Regions from separate parts of the Zea mays genome. Here region 2 is linked to region 1. The links are chromatin contacts, called in public Hi-C maps. All regions are on one chromosome and are shown on one strand. The core of a region is the stretch at or near the end of the contact, and the rest is flanking DNA. Distances in the headings are between cores, read along the strand shown. Region 1 holds the start of LOC100278364. Region 2 holds the start of LOC100193524.

What was found. Hi-C and Micro-C count contacts between places; a contact is called where the count stands out from the background.
Region 2: a Hi-C map of ear shows a contact between it and region 1, with 7 times the contacts expected there. The contact joins the promoter of LOC100193524 here to the promoter of LOC100278364 in region 1. A contact is called at or near these places in 3 of 25 Hi-C or Micro-C datasets (bundle sheath, ear and tassel).

The regions. Positions count from the first base shown.
Region 1 is chr7:58,451,634-58,455,409 of Zm-B73-REFERENCE-NAM-5.0, reverse strand. LOC100278364 reads left to right here and starts at 1,573. Exons shown (of 10, transcript NM_001350702.1): 1 at 1,573-2,163; 2 at 2,904-3,188; 3 at 3,267-3,350; 4 at 3,434-3,637. The coding sequence starts at 1,786. It overlaps LOC103632407, which reads right to left and starts at 171. Exons shown (of 1, transcript XM_008654238.3): 1 at 1-171.
Region 2 is chr7:58,839,453-58,843,228 of Zm-B73-REFERENCE-NAM-5.0, reverse strand. LOC100193524 reads left to right here and starts at 1,697. Exons shown (of 4, transcript NM_001358763.1): 1 at 1,697-2,296; 2 at 2,654-2,759; 3 at 2,926-3,535; 4 at 3,617-3,776. The coding sequence starts at 1,900. The coding sequence ends at 3,760.

The DNA of each region.
Region 1 (3,776 bases), core at 324-2,823:
TGAATATGTGTTTTAAACTTTGTATTGTGTCATGTGTGCTAGTAGACTTATATGACTTCTTATGTTAGCCAACATCCCAAGACTTATGTGCTACATTAAACTTTGTGTGCTCCGGATTTACATGGCTTTTATAGTTTTATTTGTGTTTAATTAAGACTTGTGTTTACAATTTTTTATTTGTTGTTAAGTTTTGAATATATGGTTTCATGGTGTTGATTTACCGAACAAAAATACCGGTTCCCGTCCGATTTCGGCTTTAACCCGACCGGATCGTATCGTTTTTCGATTCCCGTATTTATCCCGTTCGTTTTCGTTACCGATATATCCCGTTTTCGTTTTCGTCCCGCAAGGTAGATATGAAAATGAAAACGGTAGAGGTATTTTCCCGACCGTTTTCATCCCTATAGCCGTGTTTAGGAGCGTTGGGGGTACCCCTAATTACGGTACCCGACAGTCACCTTCCTGATCATATTATCACACTCAGAATGATATCTTCAATTCAATAAGATGACAATATTCAAAATAAATGAAACCGACACTATTTTAATATTTGAGAAATCTATAAGCACAATATATACATAAATTAAAGCCATTATTAACCAAGCCATAAATTTTAGTGATGAGGTCTAACTGTTACATTTCAGTCATAATTAAAGAACATCCCAACAACATCAAGATACACTTCAGTGATTTTTTTAACATTTGCCATGACTAGCAGGCTTGTCTAGGCGATGACGAGCACTGACCTTTGCCTGTTCGACGACAGCACTAGCAAGGCTCGCAAGTTGTGCCTACCGAAGAACACGACAGCATCGGAGGGCAGGCCAGCGGGGGACTGATTGTGGGAGGCGCAGCAAGCCGGTGGAGGAGTCTGACGGCGCTGATGGAGGCCAGCACGCTGGAGGGCAGACTCGTGGGGGACCGACGACTGGAGGCATGCGGGGGATTAACGTCGTAGGGTAGGTCGGCGGGGTCCCCCTGTAGTGGCGACACGCCCCTGTGCTAGTCTAGAGTGGATAAGACATGTGTGACAAGAGGGTGGAAAGTAAGTGAGTCGAAATGGTTCTCTTGTTTTTGAGGAATCCTTAGAACCCATGTTTTTAAGAAGTATTTCGATCTGGATCCAACCTAACCCACGAGCATTTTGAACCAAACATGAATTGTTATGAATTGAACCCGTTCCAACCTACATCAACCCGCTAAACAAATACACCCTTAGGACCGAGAGGCGCGTGCACATGACACATGTGTGGGCCGTGCGCGGCGCCCACTGAGGCCATGTTCGTTTGATCCAAAAACCGTATGAATCGAGGGGGATTGTTAGGGATTAGAGAAGATTTTGATTTGTAGGGGACTTAATCCCTCTCAATTTCTATGGATCGGCACAAAACAAACATGGTCTAACATGGGAAAAGGGTAACTGACTAACGGTAGCCAGCGGCACGCCCAATCACATGTGCCCCATGTGCGGTGCCAATCCTTCTTCCTCGTTCCTTCCCCTGGCCAGGCTTGGTGGAGTGAGGGGGGCGATGCGAGGCGGAACCGCTCCAAACGTGCGCGGAGCCTGGCCATCGCGGCCGTCCATCCTCCCACACGTGTCGCTCCCACGCGACCACCGTGCGTCCGTGCCAACAATATCACTCGCCCAGTACCAGGTTCAGCAGCAGCACGCCGCCGCACGCCTCGCACGCGCGAGCGGCCCTACTGCTCCTACTCCTCCCACCCGTTCCCCTCTTCCGCATCTGCACCCGCGGCACGAGATCGAGATCCCGGCAGACCGGTGGGATGCAGCAGGCGGGGCTGGCCGATGACGACGACGAGGAGATATGGGTAAAGGAGGAGGATGACGAGGAGGAGGAGGACGGGTACTATATGGACCCCCGGAGCCCGGCCGTGTGGACGCCCGGCGGCAGGGCGGGAGGGACCTCAAACCGGCGGCGCGCGCGCGAGGAGAAGGAGCGGACCAAGATGCGGGAGCGGCAGCGGCGCGCGATCACGGGGCGGATCCTGGCGGGCCTGCGCCAGCACGGCAACTACAGGCTGCGGGCGCGCGCCGACATCAACGAGGTGATCGCCGCGCTCGCAAGGGAGGCCGGCTGGGTTGTCCTCCCCGACGGCACCACTTTCCCCTCTTCATCCTCCTTCGCCGCCGTGGCTGCACAGGTTGCTCTCTCTCTCTGCTTGCCTGCTCCTTCCTTTCCTTCTGAGTTAGTCACCAGTATCTCAATTGGAAAGAAAGGGAACGGCCTGTCTGAACTGGCAGCTCTGCGATGCGAAATGGGAAGAGAAGGGGAACGGCGAAAAAGAGTGAGCTCACAGCTCAGTGTGTGTATCTACTGTACTGTACTTATGATGTCATAAATGAAACTCTGCGGTTTCAAAAGAGTTGATAAGTAAATAAATACATGCTGGACGGCTGGACCTGCACGGGAATAGAATGGTCAATCAAACTTAATAATATAATACAAGTAATATTTGTACGTTTGATAATACGTACTGACTATCTGAAAATCCTGGAATGCCGTATTGTGCGAAAATAACATAAGCAGAGAAAATAATTACCACCGTACTATTACACGAGTGTTGTTATATTTTGCGTCACGTTTTTTTTGGACCGTCCACCGCAATTCATACGCAAAGGAAAGGGTAAAGGGTAGTAGTAGAGGAGGACAAGCAAAGAAAAGCGGTGGGCGTCTGGGCGAAACCGCAGAGGACGTCACGGACCTCACGGCTTTCATTGCGTGGGTTTCTCTTTTCTCCGCCCTTCCCGCCTCCCGAGGACGCGCTCCACCACTGGCCAGTGGCCACCGCCTCCTCCTCCCCGGGTCCTCCCAAATTCGGTGCCACCTGATCTGGGTCAAATGCTGACGCGTGCTCCTCCTCCACCTTCTGTGTTCCTCCAGCCGCCCCGCCCCGTGATGGTCGCCGCCGCGTCGCCCTCCGCCACCCCGCTCGCGCTCCCGGCCTCCTCGGCGCTCCCCCTCCGCGGCATCGCGCCCGTCGCCGCGCGCCCTATCTCCCACCGCCCCGCGCCCGCGTTCGCTCTCCTGTTGCCCCCGCGGGCCGCCGCGGCCTCGCGATCCCCGGCCGACGACGTTCCCGACGGGAATTCCTCGCACCTCCTCGCCGTCCCCGTCCCTGTCCCCATGGACCCCGCCGCCGCTGAAGACGTCCCCGTTGCCAAGCAGGTCAGCGACTCCCGCCGCCTCCTTTTGCTTTACACCCGCTTGGTTCATCTGCCTCTCACCTTTGTCGGGCTTCTGCAGCTGCAGGTGCCCGATGTGTCGCCGCGCCCGCCTGAGCGGGACTTCGCCGGCACGCCCTACGTGCCGGTCTACGTCATGCTCCCTGTGAGTACCCATCTCTTCCATGTCCTTCGATTGGACCTGCGCGATCGTGTTCCATATCCCAGTCAGAAGCGTATTTTTGGCAGCTTGGGGTAGTGAATGGTAACGGTGAGGTGGTGGACGCTGACGAGTTGGTCGGGCAGCTGCGGGTGCTCAAGGCATCTGGAGTGGATGGTGTCATGGTCGATTGCTGGTGGGGGAACGTTGAGGCTCACAAGCCGCAGGAGTACAACTGGACTGGCTACAGGCGCCTCTTCCAGATGATCAGGGAACTCAAGCTCAAGTTGCAGGTAAGATGGCTTAACATCTCAATGTACCTTTGGAAACTTATGGGTCACTGGATTGTTGTATGTTTCTTGATGCATTCCTCCTTCCACATCCTTCATATGTTGGTTGAAAATTGCTGTACTTCAGGTTTGATTAACTTTT
Region 2 (3,776 bases), core at 448-2,947, 390 kb before region 1:
GTTTCACTTTACTTAATATGTTGATTGGGCTCCCACACCTTCAAATGGCTGGTTGGGGGTTTATAAAGAGCCCCAACCCCAAAATAGTCGTTTAAGGAAAATAGACTTTTTGCATTGCACCGGACCGGCCCGGTGCACCACATGATATTGAAAAAAAGAGATAGGAATACCAAGACATGGAGATGTGTTTCACTTCACTTAATATTTTGGGACGAAGAGAGTATTGGAGATCCACCCTTACACATGTTGCATTTACCTTACATATTGAAAAAAAGAGATAAGAATACCAAGACATGAAAGATATTATCCAGAAGTAATTTTGTTCATCATATTATACCTCTATCATTATTTTCTTGAATTTAAGAGAATAACTTCATTCATTTTTTCATGGGTAGTGTTTGGGTAACGTTCTTTTTGAAAAACAAAGGTAAATGAAAGGCTCCTCTACATATATATGACTTCAGGGTAAGTACTAGCTAGGTTAGCACATATTTATTTCGTTTGTTTCATTATTACCATGATTATTTGATGAATCGTTTTCTCATAGTGACTGAGATAGGAATCAGAAAATAATTTATGTGGATACTATGTTTACGAGCACATCTACCATATGTCATGATCCAATAAAAATGCTCTACAACAACTTAAAATGCGTAAACCATATACACACTATTTATTAATTACTATCATATCACTATATATACAAACTATTCATATATTCATATGTTTTTTCCATTCAAATGTTGAGTGGGAGAAAAAATCAATCCTACGGCTAGTTCGGGAACCCCATTTTCTCAAGAAATTTCCATTTCCCCCAAAAAATATTAGTTTATTTTTTCTTTGGAAAATAGAAATCTTATAGGAAATGGAGTTATCAAACTAGCTCAAGGCTATTTAGTAGGAGTTCTTCCAGAGGAGGTTATATATAGCCGTGTATAATACTTCTATGATAGAAAAAATACTTTTGCTCCTATAGGTGGGTTAATTGTAATATAAGGTTATTTGGCAACTCCATTTTTTAATGGATTCTTATTTTCCCAAGTGAAAGTAAGGTCGAGTTTGGTAACCCTATTTTTCTACGGGTTTTTCATTTTCCCAAAGGAAATTAATTTATTTTTCATTGATAAATTGGAAATCCTATGGAAAAATTGGATTGCCAAACTAGCTCTAAACTAATTTTTCTTGAGAAAATTAAATCCCTTAGAAAAATAGGGTTGTCAAACTAGCCCTAAAAGTTTTTGTTAATTAGTTTCATTAATAATTTAAATATATGTATAGTTTATGTATAGTTTCATACATTTTGTGCATATATGTATGCTCAACTGAAAAATTTATAGGCACAAACGTACAACAGTAGCATAGCATACGTATAAAAATTATTTGAGATAAAAAAAATTAAATGAAAAGAAACCATAAGAAAAGAAAGAAGAAAAAGACTTGTAGATCCTTTTAGCTTCCATTGACTTACCCTAAGAAGCTTGACACGCAATAGCGGTTGGAAAACGGCAGTAAATAATTTTGTAATCGGGACAATATGTGACCTCGATTTTGTACCAGTGGGGTTTAGGTAATTAGGTTAAAGACGTGGGGAAGGAACAGAGCAAAGTGGAAACAAATTTCACCCACCAACCAATGTTTGGCTGCCGTATGCCTTATTGACTTGTCCACGACACGCAGATCACTTTCCTTTTCCCCCCAAGAAGATGGGCGAGACGAGGGCCAAGGAGGGGGTGTCGCTTAGACTAGCGAATCCATCCGCCAAGATTCCGTGCACCTCGACCGCCGCCGCCGCTATCTGTTTGTCCCCGCCCCCGCGACCGCGGCAGCCTAGCAGGAGGGGAGGATCCATGTCTAGTTTCTAGAGCAGCTGCTTGCGTCCCTTGCAAATCACATCGACCGATGGGGATACCCAGCGACGACGTGGTGCAAATCCGCCACGCCGACGCCGCTGGCGAGCCCACCGTCGTCACCGTCAGCTGCCCCGACAAGACGGGCCTCGGCTGCGACCTCTGCCGGGTCGTCCTCCTCTTCCGCCTCAGCGTCGTCAAGGGAGACATGAGCACGGACGGGCGGTGGTGCTACATCGTGCTCTGGGTTCTGCCACGCGGGGGGCGGCCGGTGCCCGTGCCATGGGACCTACTCAAGGACAGGTTGCTTCAGCTCTGCCCCGTCGCGCCGCCGTTCGGATTCGACAACGCGTACCTCGCAGCGGCTGGCCTACAGGACCTTGCGCCTCCCCCACCAAAGCTCTTCTTGCTCAAGCTATGCTGCTTCGACCGGATGGGACTCTTGCATGGTACACCTCTTGTTATTGTTGCTCTGTTCTATGCAAAGTTGTTCTATGCAGTGCTAGGCTAAATTAGTGTTCCCCTACCCACCTTTATCGTGCATTTCTTTGCCATTGGAGTCACTATGATTGTGTTGCACTGCACGTGTGTCTGTAGGAGATTGTAGGGGTTCTTTTTCTTCCGTTCTCAATGATAAGGTCATAACTCTGCAATATATTGCTAGTTAGGAGTATTAGGTATGGTGAATTTGATTTTTAATGTAAGTGAAGGACACCTACTGCTGAAAATAAGTCTCATTGGATATGCATGTAGCTAGAAAAAGGTATAATTTTGAATCTTCCTCCTGGAAATTCTGTGTTCCACAGATGTGACACGTGTTCTGTGCGAGCTAGAGCTCACGATTCGGAGGGTGAAGGTCTCTACCACGCCTGATGGGAGTGTGCTGGACCTTTTCTTCATCACAGATGCCAGGTCAGTTTATCTCCAAACACATCCTTTTTCAGTGCCTTACGAGAATCTCTTTTTTATTTATTTATGGAGCATCTTGTCTCAGGACATCAAGAATTTGTCAATTATTTATTTTACACCGTTAAGAAATAGGATGATGGTTAAATGAAACATTCTGGATCGATTTCAGGGAGCTTCTGCACACAAAGAGCAGAAGAGAAGAAACCCAGGACAAACTGGAGGCTGTCTTAGGCGACTCCTTGACATGCTGTGAAATAGATCCTGCTGGTGAAGACATGTTGTCTTGCCTCCAATCCTGGGCCTCGCTGACGCCTGCTATCACGGAACAGATGTTTAACACAGAGGAGCAACCGATCAGCACAAGGGGTGGCACCATCTCCGTGACGATGGACAACTCACTTAGCTCTGTCCACACTCTTATTCAGATTCAGTGCGGTGACCATAAGGGCCTCCTCTATGATATCATGAGGACAGTCAAAGACGGTAACATTCAGGTTTCGTATGGCCGATTCTATGCGAGCCAAAATGGAAGGTGTGAGATCGATTTGTTCGCGGTGCAATCAGATGGGAAGAAGATCCTTGATCAGCACAGGCAGCGAGCACTGTGCTGCCGCCTAAGGATGGAGCTCCTCCGACCACTGCGCGTGGCATTGGTGAACCGAGGTCCTGACACAGAGCTGCTGGTAGCAAACCCGGTTGAGGTTTCTGGAAAGGGCAGGCCGCTGGTGTTCTATGACATCACCCTTGCTCTCAAGAATCTTCAGAAACGAATCTTCTTGGTATGGTACTATATTGTGCATAGTTAACAGTGATTGACCCTTTTTTTTGAACCGAGAAGCATCTTCTTGTGATGTTTGTAGGCTGAGATTGGGAGGCATGTTGTGGAAGATAGGGAGTGGGAAGTCTACAGATTGCACTTTGGTGAGGAGCATGAGCTCTCGTCTGCGCTGCGGAGCAAGATCGTGGATGAAGTCACCAACATGCTGATGGGGTGGGACTCATGACACTGCTCTGCCGTGC